Regions from separate parts of the Mus musculus genome. Here region 2 is linked to region 1. Evidence: chromatin contacts called from public HiChIP or PLAC-seq data. All regions are on one chromosome and are shown on one strand. The core of a region is the stretch at or near the end of the contact, and the rest is flanking DNA. Distances in the headings are between cores, read along the strand shown.

Evidence for each region. HiChIP or PLAC-seq counts read pairs in DNA pulled down with a chosen protein or histone mark.
Region 2: a contact with region 1 is called in an H3K4me3 HiChIP or PLAC-seq map of bone marrow-derived macrophages, with 7 times the contacts expected there. The contact joins two enhancer-like sites. A contact is called at or near these places in 1 of 484 Hi-C or Micro-C datasets (embryonic stem cells) and 5 of 115 datasets of contacts at active chromatin or transcription factors (astrocytes, bone marrow-derived macrophages, embryonic basal ganglia and 2 more).

The regions. Positions count from the first base shown.
Region 1 is chr2:165,946,006-165,951,869 of GRCm38.p6, reverse strand. No RefSeq gene overlaps it. Among named protein-coding and RNA genes, the nearest start is that of Platr29, 33 kb to the left of the region's middle. Within about 2 kb of position 1,914, at least 88 of the 459 cell types and tissues checked have an H3K27ac peak or open chromatin away from gene starts, as enhancers often do. A contact at or near this core is called in bone marrow-derived macrophages, where this site is marked.
Region 2 is chr2:166,533,542-166,538,943 of GRCm38.p6, reverse strand. No RefSeq gene overlaps it. Among named protein-coding and RNA genes, the nearest start is that of Gm29679, 28 kb to the left of the region's middle. Within about 2 kb of position 1,828, at least 21 of the 459 cell types and tissues checked have an H3K27ac peak or open chromatin away from gene starts, as enhancers often do. A contact at or near this core is called in bone marrow-derived macrophages, where this site is marked.

The sequences.
Region 1 (5,864 bases), core at 665-3,164:
GGCAAGCTGGATGCCATAGATGTTAAGTACGGGGTCACTCTGAGCTAAGTAGTGAGTTCAAACCCAGCCCAAGTTACACGAAAATCTGTCTCAAACCAAAACCCAAAACAAACACCAAAAAAGGAATTTCAGGAGCGAAGCATGGGCTCCAAGTCTCAGAAAGTGTTGCTCACGGGTATGGCTCTCCCCTGCAGCAGCTGGGAGCCAGGCAGAGGCTGTGGTCTTCAGTGCTGTGCGTGGAACACTGCCAACCTGGCCGCAGTAGTGGGAGCTTCCGGCGCCCCGTGGCAGAAGGCTGATAGGGTGCCTGCAGACATCGTGGCTATTTCTAAAACCTGCCAGACTTTCTGCAAGAAATATGGTACCCCGCAAAAGGGCAAATGTAGTGGCTACTGGGGGCACACCAAGCCTATTTTCTGCATAAAGAGTAAACTACAAAGAAGATTTTTTTTTTTTTTTTGGTTTTTCGAGACAGGGTTTCTCTGTATAGCTCTGGCTGTCCTGGAACTCACGTTGTAGACCAGGCTGGCCTCGAACTCAGAAATCCGCCTGCCTCTACCTCCCAAGTGCTGGGATTAAAGGCGTGCGCCACCACGCCCGGCTTACAAAGAAGATTTTGCCAAAACTTCATTGTGTTGAGCTCAACTGCAGATCTAAGGCTAAGGATTCTGGCTATCATGAGATGTGCACAGTGGCTCAGTGGTTAAGAACCCTGGCTGCTCTTCCAGAGGACATGGGTTCTAGTTCCAGCCCTCACGTGTGGCAGCTCACAACTGTCTGTAACTCCAGATCCAGGAGACTCGATGCCCTTTTCTAACCTCCTAGGGCATCAGACACACATGTGGTGCACATACATACATGAAGATAAAGCATCCATACATAAGAGAAAAGCTTGGAGGAGTGTGTGTGTGTGTGTGTGTGTGTGTGAGAGAGAGAGAGAGAGAGAGAGAGAGAGAGAGAGAGAGATACAGTTCTGAACTGATTTTGTTATAAAGACAATAAAATACACACACATGGTTGTCAGCAAAAGGTCTGGGGACTCATGTGTACCTGAAATTCTCTACCTGAGGATATTCTCAGATAAGCATGGACTTTGCCAAGCACAACACGATATGGGGCCCATTCTTTTCTTTTTTTTCTCTCTCTTCTTCTTCTTCTTCTTCTTCTTCTTCTTCTTCTTCTTCTTCTTCTTCTTCTTCTTCTTCTTCTTCTTCTTCTCCTCCTCCTCCTCCTCCTCCTTCTTCTCCTTCTTCTCCTTCTCTCTCTCTCTCTCTCTCTCTCTCTCTCTCTCTCTCTCTCTCTCTCTCTCTCCAGGGTTTCTCTGTATAATCCTGGCTGTCCTGGAACTCCCTCTGTAAACCAGGCTAGCCTTGAACTCAGAGATCCACCTGCTTCTGCCTCCCTAATGCTGGCATTAGTGTGAGCTGCCACTGCCTGACTCTTATCTATCTATCTATCTATCTATCTATCTATCTATCTATCTATCTATCTATCTATCTATCTATCTATCTACCTACCTACCTACCTACCTACCTACCTATCTATCTACCTACCTACCTACCTATCTATCTATCTATCTCTCAGTCTGTTTGTGAGTGTGCATATTCCACAGGTATGTGCACCAGGTGAGTGCTTGGTGCTCACAGATGTGAAGAAAGCATCAGACACTGGAGTTACCAGGTAGTGCCACCAAGTGAACCTGGGTTTTCTGGAAGAACAAGTGCTCTCAATTGCTGAGCCATCCCACAAGCCCTATGAGGTCCTTCAGGCCAAGTGCCACCTACCTCACAAAGTCCCCTCAGCTCTTACCCTGTTGCTCTCCAGGATGCCTCTCTTTCTCACATCTGTGGTGACTTTCTCTCTTTCCCCACCTGGCTTCCTCATCTCCCCCACCAGAGCCTCTCAGGAACCTGTTTCTGCCAACCCAAGACCTCAGGCCCCCCTCAGGCTCCGCCTCTGGGCTTCCTGCTGACAGAGAGGTGGAGGGAAGTTTCTCTGATAGGAAACACGTGAGGGGCTCTCAGGGACCAGGAGTGGAGAGAAGCACAAGCCACTTCCAGTTTCTGTGGTTCCCACTTTAGGAAAGGGAAAGAAAGAAGACATGCCCCCCACCGTGTGAGGACTGGGCACTAGAGCTCAGTCATGGTGAGGTGTTAGGCAGTCTCAGCCAAAGGACAATCTAATCTAACTCTCTCTTTCTTTCTCTCTTCTTCTCTCCTCCTTCTTCTTCTTCTTCTCCTCCTCCTCCTCCTCCTCCTCCTCCTCCTCCTCCTCCTCCTTCTCCTTCTTCTTCTTCTTCTTCTTCTTCTTCTTCTTCTTCTTCTTCGAGACACTCTTATGTAGTCTAGGTTGGCTTCCAACTCTTCGTGTAGCTGAGGCTAGCCCCCAATGCTCCTCCCTGTGCCTCTCTCTCTCTCTCCTTTTTTATTTATTTATTTATTTTTTATTTTTATTTATTTATTTATTTATTTATTATATGTAAGTACACTGTAGCTGTTATCAGACACTCCAGAAGAGGGCATCAGATTTTGTTACGGATGGTTGTGAGCCACCATGTGGTTGCTGGGATTTGAACTCGGGACCTTCAGAAGAGCAGTCGGCGCTCTTAACCACTGAGCCATCTTGCCAGCCCTCTCTCCTTTTTTAAAAAAAGATTTATTTTATTTATATGAGTACACTGTCGCTGTCTTCAGACACACCAGAAGAAGGCATCAGATCCCCATTACAGATGGTTGTGAGCCACCATGTGGTTGCTGGGAATTGAACTCAGGACCTGTGGAAGAGCAGTCAGTGCTCCTAACCTCTGAGCCATCTCTCCAGCCCTCCCTGTGCTTCTCAAGTGCTGAGGTTTCAGGTCTAGTTAAGTATTAGGATTTGCATTTGCAGTCAGGTTCATTGTGCATAGCCCTGTTCACACTGCATGCTAGCTTCAAGGACTTGGTCACCATAGGACTGACACTGTGGTCAACTGAGTAAGTAAACCCACAGGTCCCTAGCCCTGCATGAACAAGCAGGTCAAGGAGACGCTCACCCAGCTGTGGCCCTCACTCCTGCTGCACAATGGCATCTGGAACTTGGAAAACTTTGCTATGGAGACTGCACACTGGAGCAGTGAAAAACCGTGTGTGTGTGTGTGTGTGTGTGTGTGTGTGTGTGTATGCGCACACTCATGCGAGCACAAGTACACACTGGATCTCTCTCTCTCTCTTTCTCTCTCCCTCCCCCCCTCCCCCCACCCCCCTCCCTTCCCCCTTCCCCTCCCCCTCCCCCCTCCCTCCCTCCCTCCCTCCCTCCCTCATTCTCTCTCTCTCTCTGACAGTGGCTGCTCTCTCTGAGCCTGGATCTTTCTCATTCACTACACTGAGGAGACAGCCAGTGAGGAGTGAGCTGGAGATTCATCTGTTTGGATCCCCACCTTCCCAAGCTGGTGTTCCATATAAGCACTACCATGCCTCCTGACTTTTACATAAGTATTAGGGATGTAGCTTGAGCCATCTTTTCAGCCCCAAAAGCTTGTGTGTGTGTATGTGTGTGTGTAAGGGTCTCACCATGCAGCCCCACTCAGCCTTGATCTCACAGAGATCTGTGAGTTCTCTGATGAGACCAGAACAAACCAGAAGGGGCTCAGTGGTGTTTAAGGAAGTGAAAGAGGCTTTGCAGTCAGGAAGAAGAGGGGCCCCCAAAAGGCTAAGGGCTATTAGGAACCACAGAATCTCTGAAAGAGAGGGGTTTATTGAACTGTTGAAAATTCTAGACAGAAAGAGGTCTGGGGCCAGCAGAGGTTCCTGCTGCTCTTTCAGTGCAATAAGTAGCAAAAGGAAATATGGCTGCCAGCCAGCATAATGGCTCTGGACGAGGGTACCAGAGCTGAAGAACCCGAGGTGGAGGACCTTTTGGAATTATTACAAGCCAACCACCCTTAAATTGGACCCTGTCTCAAGAACAAACAAAATGAATGAAGTTAGACATGGTGGTATACCCATTTCATGCCAGCTTTTGAGAGGTAGAAGCAGGAGTGTGAGGCTAGCCTGAGCTACATAAGACTGCCTCACAAAAGCCAAAAGAGGAAAAAGGAAGTTTGTCTGCTGATCCCATGTCTAAGAGCTATTTTTAAAAAGTCTGTACCAGGCGTGGTGGCGCACGCCTTTAATCCCAGCACTCGGGAGGCAGAGGCAGGTGGATTTCTGAGTTTGAGGCCAGCCTGGTCTACAAAGTGAGTTCCAAGTTCCAGGACAGCCAGGGCTACACAGAGAAACCCTGTCTTGAAAAAACAAAAACAAAAAAAAAAAGTCTGTGTTGGAGTCTGGTGAGACGATTCATCAGATGAAGACACTTGCCACCAAGCCTGGTAACCTGAGCTCAGTCCCTGGCCACCACATCGTGAAGGAGAAAACCAACACCTGAACCCCACAAATGCACTATGGGACATAGATGCCCCCACATGTACCCAAACACACACATATGCACAGGCACACAAGCACACACAAAATGAGATCTAATACTGGAGATGGGACTCAGGACTCCATGCATACTGGATGAGCATTCTAACACTAAGTTACACACCCATTTTTTTGTTTTGTTTTTGTGTTTTTGAGACAGGGTTTCTCTGTGTAGCCCTGGCTGTCCTGGAACTCACTTTGTAGACCAGGCTGACCTTGAACTCAGAAATCTGCCTGCCTCTGCCTCTGCCTCTGCCTCTGCCTCTGCCTCTGCCTCTGCCTCTGCCTCTGCCTCTGCCTCTGCCTCTGCCTCTGCCTCTGCCTCTGCCTCTGCCTCTGCCTCTGCCTCTGCCTCTGCCTCTGCCTCTGCCTCTGCCTCTGCCTCCCAAGTGCTGGGATTAAAGGCATCCCGGCTCACACACCCAGTTTTGACAAACATTTTGTTTTGTATTTATTTTGCTTTGAGACAGGATCTCCCTATGTAGCTCTGACTGGCTTGATACTGGATATGTAGCTCAGGCTAGCTTCATATTCTTAATACTGGATATGTAGCACAGGCTAGCTTCACATTCTTGAGGACTTTCCTGGCCCAACCTCCCAAATGCCAAGATTATAGGCATCCTCCACCATGTCCAGATTTTGGGTTAGTTTGGTTTGGTTTTGGTTTTTCAAGACATGGTTTCTCTGTATAGCCCTGGCTGTCCTGGAACTCACTCTATAGACCAGAGTAGCCTAGAACTCAGAGATCCACCTCCCAAGTGCTGAGATTAAGGCATGCACCACCACCACCTGGCTCATGCCCAGACTTTAAAGAACATCCCCCCACACACACACACCTTTACATTTTAATTGGGGGAAAGAAAGCATACATTTATGTTGAACCTACATAGGTGTTGGGGATGGGCTAGCATGAATCTTGGAGACCCTGAGAATGGGTTAGCCATGGCAGAAGGACTTGCTGCTTCTGGATTGGTTAAATCTGTGAGCAGGATGTCATGGCAATATGATGTCATCATGGATTTAGTGTGTGTGTAGATGTGTGTGTGTAACCATGTGGGGGGGTGTGCACGTGGAAGTCTAAGGTCATTGGCCTGTGACTTCCTCAATTACTCTTTGCCCTATTTCACATATGTGTTCATGTATTTATTTATTTACTTACTTATCTACTGTGATGGTTTGTATATGCTTAGACCAGTGGCTGGCACTTTTAGAAGGTGTGGCCCTGTTGGAGTAGAAGTGTCACTGTGGGTGTGGGCTTTAAGACCCTCATTCTAGCTGCCTGGAAGTCAATATTCTGTTAGCAGCCTTCAGATGAAGATGCAAAACTCTCAGTTCCTTTTGTACCACACCTGCTTGGATGTTGTCATGTTCCCATCTTGATGGTAATGGACTGAACCTCTGAACCTGTAAGCCAACCCCAAATAA
Region 2 (5,402 bases), core at 579-3,078, 590 kb before region 1:
GGACTCTCTGCTTTCCAAAGTGACGCTCTACAAGTGAGTGACACTGTCACTGCACAGGGCCACCAATGTCCTCATCCAGCCTTGGCTAGGAGACTGGAGGCAGCCAGCTCCTGAGGAAGTCTCAGCTTCTCACCAATTCCAGACCAGCAGAGGGGAACCCATCCCAGATGGGAGGAGAGTGCTCCCCATGTATGGTGCTCCCATACCTGCTGCCCGTGCAGGGCACTAACAGGGCCACCTGGATCGCAGGCTCTGAGTCACAGTCTGGGCCCGGACACACTTGTGTTGTCACACTGGCTGGGGCTGCCCACCCACTCAGATTTTTTATAGTGAACACATCACTCAGCGGGTGCGTTTAGAAACGAATGTGTTGTTAGCATTGCTGAAGCCTTAAGTTACTGTGAGAAAACAAAAGAAACAAAATTTGTTCAAGTATCAACCTCATTCCCACATCCCCCACCAGGGAGGAAATACAAGGCTGGCCAGGGGAGGGTAGGAGGACTCCTCACTTGCAGATATCCAGCATGCCCCCCCCAACCTTGTCCATCCCTCACAGCACTAAATTCCATGCCAGGACAGCTCTGGTGATTGGCTCTCTCCTCCTTGGTGCTGCCAGATTGCCAGGAGCTCTCTCTGTGTTCCCCGTCTTTCTACTGTCACCGAAAGGCTTTGATTTAGTTTATTTATCCCCACAGCTCCAGGGGGAGGGAGCTGGACTCCTGAAAGATCACCTTCACCAGTCTGCAAGGTGAATGATTTCAGGGGAGAATAACAGGTGTTGTCTGTGGAAAGCCCATGTCGCCTGTGCCCTGTCACCCAGGAGACTGAGCTCTAGAGCAGCCCATGGGAGCACACCATCGAGGGCACACCATGGAGAAAACGTGGAGGACAGATGGAAAGGCGGGGAGGGGAGGGTGGCTATCCTGACAGACAGAAAGCCAAACCCCAGACTCAAACATGTGCTGAACTGTGGGAGAGAACCAACCAACAGCAAAAGAGAGGTGTCCAAGGTCACGGGCTGCGTGGTGGATTTGGAACAGGTGTAGGGCTAGGCTAGAGCAACCATGACTGTGTCTCACACAAAGGGATAGAGACCCTCACTCCACGACACCAGTGATGGTTTCTAATTTCACCTCCAGAGTCGATGGAGGGGCCCCGGGGCCAAAAGGTTGGGGGCTTTTTCTGCCCTTTTCTTTCTCCTAGATAAGATTTCATCCAGAGAAAAATGTGTGTAGGCACAAGTGTGTGTGTATAAGTGTGTGTGTATGGGTGTGTGTGTGCAAGTGTATGTGTCTGTCTGTGCGTGTCTGTGCATGTGTGCATGTGTGTATGTGCTAGTGGGCAGGAATGTGTATGTATGTGCATGTATGTGCACATGTCTGTGTTTGCATGTGCATGTGTGTATAGAGTTGATAGATAAATTTAAATTCAAGATCCTCAGTTAAATTTGAATTTCAGATAAATAACAAATTGATTTATTCTAGTATAACTCTGTCCCAAGCAATATTTGGTACATATTTACATTTTTTTTTTTTTTTGTTGATCTGAAATTCATTTTTTCTTTTCTAATTCCAGGAAGCTTTGGTTTATGTATGTTTAAGGAGAAAAAAGGATTTGAAAATGAATCTGTTACCATATGGTATACTCCTTCAGGCCTTAACTGTATGAAGCCCTGCTTCCCCAAACTGAACCCTGCAAACAAGATTCTAGACCATTCTTCTGTCCCCATGAACAAAACACACTCCATCTCATGGGGCTACAGCCAGTTGTGTTCACAAGGGAAGAAGGGTTGGGCTGCTGTCACTTGGTCATGTGGCTTCCTCTTGCTTCCTGCTGTTGGAAGGCCAAATGTGGTGACAGCAACATTTGTTCCAATGGTTCCCTGGGGAGGAGGGGCAGATCTAGCCTGAGAGCACCAGTGCACTTGTGTGATTGTATGTGTGCGCGAGTGTGTGCACGTGTGTGTGAGTGTGCATGTGTGTATGTATGAAGGCCTGCATATCACCCTTGAGGGACCTGGGAGTCTGCAGAATGCCTTTTGGCTATGTTTTCCCATAATCCCAGCAAGCCCCTTGGGCATCATGCTCTCAGATAAGATGGTTAACTCTAATTGTCAGCTTGTCAATACAACTTGAATACCCTGGAGAAAGTCTCAGCGGGGGGTATTGTCTATATTGGGTTGGCCTATGGAAGAATATTTTAATTAAGCTAATTAATGTGTGAAGACCGAGCCTACAGTGGGTGGTGCCATTCCCTAGGCATGGGTCCTGAACTGCAGATGAATGGAGAATTCGAGCTGAGCTCAAGCAAGCTAGCATGTACGCATTCATTCTCTCTCCTCTCGATTGGGACTGTGATGTGACCAGTTGGAAGTTCTTTACTTGGCTTTCCCACAATGGTGGCCTGTAGCCTGGAATTTTAAGTTGAAATAAGCCTCTCTCTCCCTTAATTTGCTCTTTATTAGGGAGAGAGACAGAGAGAGAGAGAGAGAGAGAGAGAGAGAGAGAGAGAGAGAGAGTGTTTTAATCACAGGAACAGAAATGAAACCAGAGCACCAGGCACCTGGGGACTGGTGGCCCCATTTGGAGTCTCAGTGTCTGATGGAGACATGAGAGTCCTCAGAGCTCAGCTGTGCTCAGCTTAGGAAGTCACTTTCCTTGGGTCTGGTGGCGGTGTTGATGCTCAGCAGTCTCTAGGACCATTTCATCTCCAGCCCCTGCTGCTTCTGATGACACCATCTAGACAGCCTTTCTCTTCTCAGGTCCTGCATGCTCTGTGACATGCTTTTCGCACTGTGACTGTCTGTGGCTGGACAATGAGCCTCTCGCGCTCCTCAGGCTGTCCCAAGCCCCTCCTACCCCCCCACGGTGCATGTTTGCTCACAGGAACCTTTCTTTTGACACACACAAGCTGCTCTCTTTCTTCCGTACTCTTCTCAGTAGCTGTGCACCGAGAGAGGCTCGCTGATAGCTTTTCTCCGAGTTTTCTCATCTGAGTGGTTTTGGCCTGACCACTTTCTGGCTGAGCTTGAGGCAGATGCGATTTTATGAGGCTGTAAAAGTCAAGCTTTGAATGTGTTTCTATCAAATTGCTGTGGGAAGGAGACGCATTAAAGGCAAGGAAAATAATGAGGGCGGTCTGTGAGGAGTCAGGACGCTTGAAGCCCAGGGTTGCCAAGTTGGGGCGCAGGTATCTCTCACGGCTAGCTTCAGTTGCTGCAGCCACCCTTGGGCGTGTAGTGGGGGGGGTGTGGTGGGAGGCGCCTGTGTGGGGGTGGTTATCCACAGGCGAGACAGCAGGATTCCAGGATCCTCTGTACAGCACAGCCTTGCAGCCAATGCTGCCGGAGCCTTCGTTTAAACCCAAGCTGTCTTGTTGGTGGGACACAATTACATTAGGGGAAAAAATTGTTTATATGTCTTGAGATATTAAGATTATGAAAACAGCTACATAAACCCCTGTTAAGTTAGAAGAAAGTTAATTGTGTTTTGTGTTGCCTCCTGGGCCAGTGTACTGGTACGGATTTATTTCAACAAAACATAGCTAATCTTGAGGCCCCCAAACACATTTTCTCCCTTAATTACAAATAATTGTACAGAATGATTTACACCAGAGTGCCGTGCCCAGAAAAGCGTGCTTGGGAATAAAGGATAAGCATGGGAGGAGCGGAAGCAACAGACAGGCCTACTGGTCAACCCCAGGGCTGAGGCGTTTAGCATCCTGAGCCGAGACGGTGAGGGGCCACTGCCACCTCAGAATGGAGGATCTTAGCCCAGCCTTCTCACTTGTACACATGAGAGATGAGGCCCAGCACATGGTGGCACAGACAGGCATGTGGCACTGAGTGGGTACATCTTAATCGCGTTCTCACGCGACCGGCCAGGAAAGACGCAACAAACCAAAATCTTCTGCGGCAAAACTTTATTGCTTACATCTTCAGGAGCAGGAGTGCAAAAACCCCAACCCCAAAAGCGAAAACCCCTTCTATAATATCTTTAGGAGCCAGAGCTCCGGCGCGCCAAAGCGCAGAGCGTGCTCTATTGTTTACATCTTTAGGCAGCGAGCGAGCGCAGGGCGCGCAGAGCCAGAGAGATGCCAGCGAGAGAGAATGGCGGAAACCCGTCCCCTTTTTTAGGAGCGTTATATTTCGCCTAGGACGCATCACTCCCTGATTGGCTGCAGCCCATGGCCGAGCTGACGGTCACGGGAAAGGTAGAGTACAAGTAGTCATAAAATACCCTTGGCACATGCGCAGATTATTTGTTTACCACTTAGAACACAGGATGTCAGCGCCATCTTGTGACGGCGAATGTGGGGGCGGCTCCCAACATCTCCCCCTTTCCTTTTAATAAGAGCAAATAGGCCACCCATATTAATGAGAGTGGAGATAGAGGTCAAATCCCCAGTGTGTAGGTAAAGGAGCCATGTACAGGATTAGCTCTTAGGCTCACAGGCTTTTACCCAGAGCAACCCTGACCTGCTCCCGTGTCGTTTTGCCTGGAGAGAAGGACACTTGGACACTCAACCTTCTTGAAAGATGACATGTCTCCCTAGAATAGGCTCATATATGCCGCAGAGCCTTTCTACTGCAGTGCTTAGCCGTGCAACTCTCTCGGGCTGCTGAAGCACACTCACTCTATCCCGTGCAATGAGACTAGCCTCGTGAGATGTAAGAGCTGAGTGGCCAGCGACCTATTGCCTAAGCATAGATAACCATATATCAGGGGGAGCACCATGTTCTAGAGCTGCAAGCGCCTGGGCAATAACCACCTTGTCTCTCCTAGTTTAGGCCTTAAGCTTACAGACCAACCAAAGAAGCAACACTAATCCACAGCAAAGTGTATCTCCAAATAATATTAATCCCACCCATTCTTTAAAGAAAGAAAATGCTGAGGAGATCCAATTGGGTAATCTTTTGGTCAGGGACAGGTCCAAGCGCGTGGAGTTGACCTGAAGTCTCAATTCCCGAAGGATCTGTTCAAATTCAGCCGTCCAATTCTGTAACATATACTGAAAAAGACTTTTTGACAAATTAGCTGCCCTAGTAAATTTAACATACTGAATGGAAATAACACACAATCCCGGAAACTTTTGTTTACACCCCAGCTGAGCTATTTGCCATAATACATCTAGTTGTATCTGGACAAGATCTATGAGTTGATTAACCAGCATGAGACCTCTCTGTATCTTGACATTAGCTGAGGCCTGTTCATCTATGACTGTAGTCACTGAGGCTGACAAAGTGTTAATGGTGTTAGTCGTCTGGACCTGTCCAGACAGAGCCAAGGCTGTCTGAATCAAGGCTAAACCCAGTTCCTAGTTAGTGGTAAAAAAGCAAGGGAATACTTGAGCATTATACATCACCGTCATTGGGAGTGGAAATATCGACATTATCCCCCAAC